2 separate regions of the Mus musculus genome follow, and region 1 is linked to region 2. A link is a contact called in public Hi-C data. All regions are on one chromosome and are shown on one strand. Each heading gives the region's core, a stretch centred on a gene start, on an enhancer-like site or on the middle of the called end of the contact. The rest is flanking DNA. Distances are from core to core; before and after follow the strand shown. Region 1 overlaps Prkn (parkin RBR E3 ubiquitin protein ligase). Region 2 overlaps Prkn (parkin RBR E3 ubiquitin protein ligase).

What was found. Hi-C and Micro-C count contacts between places; a contact is called where the count stands out from the background.
Region 1: a contact with region 2 is called in a Hi-C map of cortical neurons, with 2.1 times the contacts expected there. The contact joins two enhancer-like sites.

What each region holds. Positions count from the first base shown.
Region 1 is chr17:11,960,833-11,966,035 of GRCm38.p6, reverse strand. The region is part of intron 9 of Prkn (parkin RBR E3 ubiquitin protein ligase); the gene reads right to left. It overlaps Gm46604 (a long non-coding RNA gene), which reads left to right. Exons shown (of 6, transcript XR_001782243.2): 4 at 2,124-2,439; 5 at 2,834-2,945. Among named protein-coding and RNA genes, the nearest start is that of Gm52293, 68 kb to the left of the region's middle. Within about 2 kb of position 2,970, at least 41 of the 459 cell types and tissues checked have an H3K27ac peak or open chromatin away from gene starts, as enhancers often do. A contact at or near this core is called in cortical neurons, where this site is marked.
Region 2 is chr17:11,570,407-11,575,539 of GRCm38.p6, reverse strand. The region is part of intron 6 of Prkn (parkin RBR E3 ubiquitin protein ligase); the gene reads right to left. Among named protein-coding and RNA genes, the nearest start is that of Gm41525, 92 kb to the left of the region's middle. Within about 2 kb of position 1,694, at least 17 of the 459 cell types and tissues checked have an H3K27ac peak or open chromatin away from gene starts, as enhancers often do. A contact at or near this core is called in cortical neurons, where this site is marked.

The sequences.
Region 1 (5,203 bases), core at 1,721-4,220, 390 kb before region 2:
TGTCCTCTCCAGATGAGGCTACAGATCCATGACAGAGCATTGTGTGAACCAATAACAAGACACCAGCAGAAACGGAGCAACTGGCCTGAAGAGCAGATGAAGAGCCACCTAGGAAGTAGCACAGTGGAGAGTCCTTGTAATCTGCCACCCAAGTCCTCAAATCCCTGGAAAGCATGGGGAGACTTTCTAAAGATGCACAGTGGGTGGAGAAGCCCAGGGAACCCACTCCCAGAGCCCCAACGTCCATGCAAGCTGGACCTCAGCAGTACCTCAGTGGGCTTCCTTCCCCAGACTTTCCTGTAGAACTAGCCTTTGCTTGTCACAAAACCAATGGCCCAACACGGTCTCACTAATGGGGTGAAATAATTCTCGGGAGAAGCGGTGATCCCCAAACCTGCCCTGGGGGAAGCTTCTTTTAGGATGGAATACTGAGCTCTCTTGTGAGGGCCACCGTAGCTTTCTGCCCTAAGATGGAGCACACAGTGTGAGAGACTTGAGACTGGAGAAGTTTGTGGCTCCATCAAAATGCTCTGAGATCAGAAAGAGCACTGTGGATGTGATGCAGTGACATTAACTCGTCAGTTTGTGTGTAGTGGTGTCACCGCCTCTCTCCTGTGACTACTCTCTGTAAATGGACCCCTCTTGCAGGAGGCTAAGAGCTGGCACAGAGAACAGCTGAAGGATGCTGAGCCTGACTTTGCCCATCCTGTCACTCAGGCCCCTGACTAGCCAGCCTCAGTCGGTACTTACATCCAGGTTGATCATTAGCTGTAAAGTAAGACAGTTCCGACCCTTAAAGCAGTCCGTTTTTAAAAAGGTAACTTTGACATTTCTGGGGACTACCAAATATTCACATTTAAAATGGGATCAAATTAACAGATAAAATTTTTATGTGGCTCGTTTTATATTTAGTCTGAATTATTTAAGAAGGTAGTTAAAAATCTGTTTTATTAAATTGCATCATGAAATTTTTATTCTAAGTTCAGTCAATGCTTGTATTTCATATTATAAAGTGTTTAGTATTTTCCACCTCTTATTAATAAGAGAAGTAAGGCTGGATATCAGTTGCTGAATCAGAATATTTCATGTTCCCTGTACCCACAGAGGGATTTTATTTTCTTTCAAAATGCAGAGAAAGTTTGGTCGGGAATAGAGTTTGTCGTATTATCACACGGGCCTCCTCTCTGATCATTCACAATAGACAAATACGAGACTGTATTCAAGGCAACCACACCGTTTACTGAAGCCTACCCAGTCTCATAAATAAAATCCAATTTTAGCAACACTTCCTTGTTCCAAATTAAGTCCAAGGGCTGGTAGATTTAGTCTTGAGTTGTAAACGTTGCACAAACAGTTAAGGTAGCATTAGATTGTACTCATTTTGATCCAGACTGAGTTTCATGACCCATTGGGGATATCTTGTTCTTGATGATATTTACAGTGTCCCTTGGCGATATGTACTAGGATATTTATTTATATTATAGATAAAGTTTGGCCTGAAGGTGGAGTTTGGGAAACCTTTTACTTTTTCTGCAAGTAGACTGCTTAGCTGCTTCCATGCAGTTGAGTTGTAAACTGTGTTTAACATACAGAATAGGACATTTTATCATGAGATAGTCCATTGGTAAAGGTATGTTTAGATATTCATAAACCTTTGGAGTGTAATTAGATAGAGGGTTTCTATGTTCATAAAAAAAATGAGTTGCTGGCACTATGTTGGCAACTAGAGACTAATGGGCAAAAAAAGTTGTTTTTTGTTTTTTTAAAGTTTTGTTTCTAAACCTTTGTTCCTTAAGTTTTGGGAAAATAAAACGAATTTTTCATAGTGGACCACTATGTGCTTTATGACACAAAACTAGACCAAGTCCATTTATTTATCATGATGTGTGTTTGCATGCATCTTTCTCTCTCTCTCTCTCTCTCTCTCTCTCTCTCTCTCTCTCTCTCTTTCTCTCTCCTCTCTCTGTGAGTGTGTGTGTGTGTGTATGTGTGTGTAGGTCAGAGGTCAACTTGAGGTGCTGGTGTTCTCTTCCCACCTGTGGGTCTTGGGTATTAAACTTAGGTACTCAGGCTTGGTTCCATTTCCTGATTCATCTTGCTGACTTCATTTATTTTTCTAATAGGAAAAAATAAGCTGGTATGTATTCCGGTGAATGCAGGAAATTATCACTAGAAAGTAGCTTTAACAGAATGGATTAGGAAAGTGATGACCTTTTGGCAAGGACCTGTAAATGTGGTCAAGAAATGGGCGCACCCTGCTAGAAGAAAGCATCCTCCTACATTGCCTTCAAGAGCAGTTCCTCAGAATCAACACTAGTAAAATTCACAACCAGAGAAGGACTCAACATTGCTGTCCACCAGTCTCTTCCAGATAAAGGTCTCACTGTGTGCTCCACTGCTCTCCAATTCTGCTTCAGCCCCCCAGGGCTGGGATCGCAGGTATGCACTGCTGTTTCCTTCTGCACCAAGTAGACTTCAATCACTAATAATTTTCATGTTAATTAGGAAAACCATTAGTATTTAGAAACTTGCATCTTTCAAGAAATAAAATTTTTTTTTGTTCTTATAACCGAGTTACATATGAGATAACTAGTAAAAGGGTTTTAAATATGAAAACATAGTATATCAGGGACGTAGGAAAACAGAATGGAATACATACCAGGAATGTTTGATAGTGTAGAAATTTTCCGTTGCCTGAGAAGAGCCTATTTGTGTGGCTCCCAAATCCCTATTGCCTTTAGGTTCTACTTCATTGTCGAGAACAATGCCATACTGTGTCCCTTATTTTAAAGTCAACATTTATAATATTCCAGAAATCTCACTCTTTTCCCAGTTACAAATCCACATAAAGGGAACGAGGCGGTACACAGCTTTCATAATTGCGTGCGGAGGCGTGTAAGGAGCTGTGGAAGGCGGCTGCGCACCATTCCTGCGGGAAGCACTCTGTGAGCTTGTTATTGTCCTTCAGGGGATTTCGCCAGTCTGCTATTTCAGCTCGGCAGTGCCATAAATCATAGGGAGAAAGATGACTTCCGCTAGGCTCACTTCAATTGCTCTGCTGAGCCCCTTTCCCTTTGCCATTGTCCCAAGCTAACAATACCTGCTGTGCAAGGTGTGGGAGGCTGCCTTGGCTTGCCTCTGTCTCAGAATTCACTCATTGTCTCTTTCTCCTTGGGATCCTTTCCTCTCATTCAGTGCCACCAAAGCTGCAGGAAGTGGGCCAGATAACACCGGCTCAAGGCTGGGGCATGCTCTAATTCAGATTGTAGGCTCTTCTAGAATCAGCACAAAGTGGGTGATTATTTGAGGACCTGTGCAGTCACTGAGCAGGACATGTGAACTTCTAGAATCTAGGTGTTCTTATCTGTGAAATGCGGATTTACAAAACAAAACAAAACAAAACAAAAACAACAACAACAACAACAACAACAAAAAAGAAAGCCCTTTGAAGAGAGGTACAGTTTTACATATGAAAATCTTCAGGTGCCCTTTAATTGCACCAAGCATATTCAGCCTTTTTGAGCAAGTGTGTACAGATGCAGACTTTAGAGAAGAAAATCAGACATCTTGCTTGAACACTCTCTTACTTACTCTCTTGAGACAGAGTCTCTCAGTGAACCTGAGCTTGCATTTTTTAAATTTTTTTTTCTTGGTAGGTTGGCAGCCATTGATCCCTGGTGATCAACCTGTCTCTAATCTACCCCAGTGCTATGGACAGGGTCACATGGCCATGCCTAGAGTTTCGTTGGTGCTAGGGAATCCAGACTCAGGGCCGCATGCTATGGCAGCAGGTGCTATTACCCATTGTGCCATCTCTCCACTCCCATTCACCGGCCTTTCTTCCTGTTTCAGACGCATCTTTAAAAATAAACAAAGTAGCTCTTCGAGCTTGGCAGGGTAAAGTGGCCGGCATAACTCAGCCCAGAGTCTCAGAGGCATGGTGGAACAGGTGGAAGAAGCCCAGCCTCTCGGCTGTAGTTTGTTGAAAAACCGGCTTGCCTGGAGAACATTCTCTGCGCTCTTTTGCGTCCACAAAGAAACGTAACCTTCGGCCAGTTGCATTTCTTCTCTACCTGTAACTAGGTTAATGTGACCTGACAGGTCCAGCAAGACAGCACGAGAAGAAATAATAAATGCACTTTGTGGGGCTGAATGTAATAAAGGTAACCTAGGTAGGAGATGAAGGTGGATTTTTTTCCAGAAGGAAGAATTTCAGCATAAAAGATGTCACAAAATAACATTTTATGAGCAATCTTTTTGATATACATAAGTGGTTACATTCCCAGCTGCTCAACAGACCTCCTGGAAGGGTTGTGCCCTACTTTTCTTTCTCTCTCTCTCTTCCTTTCTTCCTTCCTTCCTTCCTTTCTTTCTTTCTTTCTTTCTTTCTTTCTTTCTTTCTTTCTTTCTTTCTTTCTTTCTTTCTTAAATCAAACCCTGTTTTTTAAAACATATTCTGCTGAGGAGCAGCTATCTCACCCCCCCCCCCCCAAAGGTAAGAGGGAGGGTGGATGAAATCCTTTTGTCAGTATTGTTTGTAAAAAGAACATAGAGCTCCTACTTCATGCTAAGGGCTTTACAAATATCAGAGTTTAAAAAATAATTTTTAAAATAAAACATTTGAGCTTTAGGTGTATGCCGTAGGTGTGTTACTCTCGGTTTTTTGTTTTGTTTTGTTTTGTTTTGTTTTGTTTTTACTGTCGTGGGGGGTGGGGGTGGAGCCTCACAGACAAGATGAGGTCAAGGCCAGGAAGCACCAATCAGGATGTTAAGCATTCTACTTCTTCTCCTAGGAATGGGGTTTGGATTCATACGGACTGTTAAACATCACTGCCTATCCAGGCAGGTCTCTTTATTTCTGGATTTCTTTTCAAGCAAACCCTGAATCCATTTGAAATGTCCCCACAATTCCCTTTTCCTCACCAAGTATGGGCTGCTCTCAGTGGAGCAAGCGCTGGTATATTCTGGTCCCTCATCTAGGAGGGAGGGAAAGAAGCAGAGCGTGGGGGGGGGGGCTGGTAAGTGTTCCTGACACACGGGTTTCATCCTCTGGGGTGGGATGGAGGGCGTCCTGTTGAGATGCTGTTCTAGAAGCAGCTTGCTTTCTCTACAAAGGTTCTCAAGAGCCGGGGATGGGGGGGTGGGGGTGGGGGGACGGGACGGGATGACGATGACAGCCCGTTGGGGCTGCAGATATTCCTAG
Region 2 (5,133 bases), core at 445-2,944:
GACACACTCCCAACAATGCTATCCACATCACCTAGTCCTTCCCAGACAGTTCCACCAAGTGGGACAAAGCATTCAAACACACATCACTTAAAATACCACATGGATTCTCAATGCAAATTGGCTGGAGAAGGTATGAAGCAAACGGCTAAGATTACAAAAGGAATGAATTTTCCAAATCAGAATGAAACACATTTTCTCAATAGACTTGGCCAATTAACCCAGTCTTATTCTATGTCAAAATCAGTAAAGGATGTATACGCGCACGCACGCGCATGTGTGTGTGTGTGTGTGTGTGTGTGTGTGTGTGTGTGTGCTGCCATTTTTATTCTTGGATATCTAGCAATCCCAGTCTGAAATCTAGAGGACCCTTCTGGGACATGAGGCCAATTCTAAGACACCATGCAGGGGTCTTACAGGGTTGTATAAAAAGATCGTTGTATCTTTTTTCCTCATATCTAGCCACCATGCTGAATTTCAGCTCCAAAGACTCAGGTTTCCTCATTTCAATATCAGATGTTATTTTGTGCTTGACTTTTTCACATAATACTGTGAAAGATTACTATATTGCGTGGCCAACTACTGATTTGCAGACTTCCATTCAAAATGAAAATGCAGGCCTTTTTTGATCAAAAAGGAAAGATTAGGCAGTAGCAGAGAAGCTGGCATAGTCGTTGCAGGGTCAGGCCCCATGTGATTCACAGGTCCCACCCGTACATCAGTCTTGCTGTTTAGCACCCTGAGGGTGGGAGCTCTCCATTTATGAACCTGTCATCTTATTGAAGGGTGCATTTGGTATGCCTTTATTCTCTGCTATTTTAAGTGAGATCCCTGGAAATCCTTATGTGTGCCTTAGTGAAGATGTGAATGCATTTCCAATTGAGTATGCAGCCATAAGTGCCATTCAAGGACACTGACACACAACAGATTTGGAAGGTCAGTTCATCCTGTTCCCTACAGTGTTCCAGAGGGTCCATGGCTCCTTGTCCCTGCCCAGCCCCCTTGTCTAGGTATATATTTAAAGCATAGATTCTTGCATTTCACTCCAGACCTTACAAAAATCCATATTTCTGGAGTTTCTTTCTGGAAGTTGTGTTTTTTGAAGCTCCCTCAGTGATTCTCCATGGAGCCACATTGTTGCCAATTAATTGAGCTCTCTGAATCATCTTTCCCAGAAGTTCTCAGCACACAGAAGTCGAACACGGGTTGATGGACCAAGAACACTGAGGTCATACGCAATCAAGTCTCCAGGAAGACAAGGAGATGACAGCTGGATCTGGCCAGGCCAGGGAGTTCGTGTGTGACCAGGGAGACTGTACATGGCCATTCTGACATTTCTGTGAAATGGGGTCCAGTCTTTTCTCATAATTAGCATGTAAGAACTTGTAAAGAAGAGCAATGTACTCTTTTAGGTGCCAACTTGATTCTCTGAAAACAATCTTGGATAACTGTCTGTTATAGACTCTTTTCTAGCCTGATTTTAATTTTAGATAATCAAAGCGAAAGCTGATTTTACATAATTGCCGAGTGTTCTGGAGCTCTTCGTTTTGTTTCAAATCTGTAGGATATCTACTTAGCAACAGCATGCAGCTTTCTCTTGTTTTCTCCATTTCAGGAATTAGGCACATGAGGAGGAGATGCAAATGCATATGGTATAGGAAGTTCTGTCAAAATCTATGTCTCCCCGGGAGAGAGGCTTGGAGTCTGGTGCTATGAACAGCAGAAACGGGAGCTCGGGATGGATTCAAACAGCACGTTTGTGTTCTGGTGTTTAATTTTAGAAGAGCACATTCGTGGGAACATTAAATGTGGAGATTGCTGCTTCTAAAATATCTTATTAAAAATGCTAATACACAGCGAATTTCAATATTTTTGTACTTTCAGATGAAAACCATTCATGAAAGAAAAATCCCTTATGCTACATGGCATATGTATACAACACGTGTGCTTTTTTTGTGTAGATAATATGCGCTAAGATATAGGATAGAAATTTCCATATTTGAACATCCTTCCATAATTATATTTTTAGACATGTACATTTAAAGCATATTTAGGGAGCTCCGGAGCACTGAGAAATTTGATTCTGGTCTTCATAGTATTTCCAACCTATTATTTGCATGTGCCTGATTTCATTTTAGAAAACACGAGTAGATAGGCAATCTATATAAGCAGAAACACACATATCTTTTAGTCTTTATCTCCCACACATAATGCTTGTATGAGGTACTGTTATTGGCGGGTGTGACACCAGAGCTGTATCTTAATGTGAAGCTATAGCTATACTGCCTGGCCAGAGCACCCCCCTTCTTTACATGGGTTGTGGAAAGATGAGTGCCCTTCGGCTCTGGGCTCACCTCCATGTCAGCGTATGCTGACTTCTGCCCCAATGTCTGTGTTTTAAGTGAAGTTGCATTTGCTTCCTGGTTACTCTCTGTCCCCCACCTGCTTTTGTTCCCATTGGCAGGGCATCACTGCTGGTCATGGAAGAAAGGACCCCAGTCTGTGCTTTCACGGCATTTGGTCTAAAAGCTTCTACCAGGAACAGTCTTCAAATCCATATGGGTGCCCCAGATTGCAGACTCTTTCCTATACAGACTGTATAGTCCTAAGATCGAACATTTGAAGAAACTCTCATGCAAAATGTGAAGCCTTTGACTACACTGGTAGAGTGGGAAGTTACACCCACACTTCTGTATACCTTTTGCCCTCTAGCCCTCACTCCATTTTCGTAAAATACTGCTAAAAACAAAACTTCAAGTAGGCTTCCCTGAAAACAGATGTTAAGAGTGTACATGGTGTCCTGAATGGTCCATTTAGAGACACATCAGCAGCCAGGCAGCTGTGAGGAGATGCAGGTGTTGGAACTCAATACAGGCTTTTGCAACAGTATTGTTAAATAAACAGAGAGATGGAATCCCTCTTTTATTTTTAAGAGAGCTATTACAGAGGCGGGGAAAGGGGTACTGTGGGTGCTAGAGGAATGAGCTGCTGACAAAGCAGGGCAGATATGCCCATCAGCCCAGTGCTTCTCAGTGTGGGGCTAGGCGCTTGAGATCAACATGGACCATGGTCTTTCCCTTAAGTGATCAGACATCATAACTCCAACTGCAACCATGGCTTTCTTCCCTCATTAGGTAAGGAATGAGGCAGAAAGGAAATAGTCCTGCTAAGGTCTGAGATCAAGTAGAAACAAATAGCCAATAGCTTATAAAAGTGAAGCTGGTACTGTTAGGGGAATGTGGGATTCATGGCAAGTCTAGATTCCATGGCATCCACACTTGCCATGGTTTGATTCCGTACTGTGATGATTCTATAAGGTGGGCAGGACTGAGGGCAACAGACACACTTTGTAGATAAAGAATAGGTCTTAGAAAGCCAACTGAAAAAAAGACAACCCAAGAACCCTTGGTCCTGTGAATGGCTACCTGCATCTCCAAAAGCTTCTAAGATGTTTTGAACCTCCCAGCATAAGGCCCTTTCTTCTCCAACGCTGAAGAATGTGGTTACTAGCCAGCTATTTGGAGAATTTCAGAAATCAGGTGGAATCTAGTACTGACCTGTTTTAAAACGGAAAGATTTTTGGTGGGAAGATTATATTCAGGATAGACAGTAGTCTTGGTTATAAAGAACAACAACAACAACAAAAAATAGTATCTTTCTGCTTCTCCCTTTCTAAAGGTTTAGTATCTGCTCCACATGGAGCCTTGGACTATGTAGGTGTGCTCTTCTGTTCTGTGATTTCGGGCTAGCCTTTTTCCATAGAAGGGAAGAGCTCAGCATATGACATGGGTATCATGAATACCTGGAGCATCATGACCTAAGAGGCGGGGGCTGAAAGGTGGGGCAAGCAGGTAGCAAGACTTTCTCAATTCGAGGAGGTCGTAATGCCAGCCTTCGGCAAGCCCATGCTTCCCAATTTCCTACAGGAATAGTGCTCCTTCAAGTTGCTCAGACTCCTCCTGAGTTCAATAGCTTCTCACCAGTTATTCGGTTTGGGTGAAGTCTGCATTTGGAAATTATCCCAGATAAATGTGGTCTTTTTAATCGACAGGTAATTGATGGCAAAGAATGGTCACAATGTCGAATACATAACTGCTTTTGGTCATTTTCACATCAAAGTGAACTCCTGAGACGGATGACTAAGGCTGAATAAAGAGGTAATGGGTAGATACTGACAACTCTTTACAAATCGACAGCTTGTCTTACACATAGATAATGGTATAGAAGGAGAAGTCAGGATATTGATGAGATATGGGATTAGAAAGAGAGAGAGGAGACAGGAAAGAGAGAAAGAGGGAGGGGAGGAAGAGAGAAATTCATTTAATACATTCTGACTTAATCATGCTTTAGATGCATAATGACTGAAACAAACACCCCAGCTTGGTTACCAACTTCTGCTCATAAGTAAGAACCCAAACTCCAACAACTTGTCAAGGCTGATATTATGACGATTTTTGTTACTTTTGAAAATTAAAAGTGTGCCATGGGCTGTAAAGTCACATCAGTGTAATAGTAAGTAGCTGGCTTTAAAAAACTGAATGGTTTGGGGACGCAGAGGTATTCAGCAGGAAGTACATGTGCTGTTCTTGCTGAGGACCTGAGTTTGGTTTCCAACACCCATGTTAGTTAGGTAGCTCACAACCACCTGTAACTCCAGAGCCAGTGGATTTGATGCCATTTTCCCTCTGAGGTCAACTGCACCCATATGAACACACACACACACACACACACACACACACACACACACACACACACACACACCCCTGATTCAGAATGCACTGACATCTGTAGCTCATCTGGACGTGGGTGAAGAATTTACTAGTGAGAGAAGGTGCTGGTGTTGTAACGTTCATAAGTTATTCCAGTGCAGTGACTTCTGAGATGACGTGCCTGCCAGCTAAATCCAGCAGTACTCAAGCCCATTGGCTTATGGCGCCTGGGAATGAAATTCCTGGGCCCATGACAACACTCAGCAGACCATAGCTATGGGCTAAAATTCATTCTGTGGCTCGGTTTCACTTGAGAATCCTACTGTGACACGTTGGACCAGAGGAGGGTATTAAATCCTACTCATGGGGGCATGATGCATTCCAGCTCGAATAGCTCACACCTTCATCTTCTTTACGTGCCCATAAA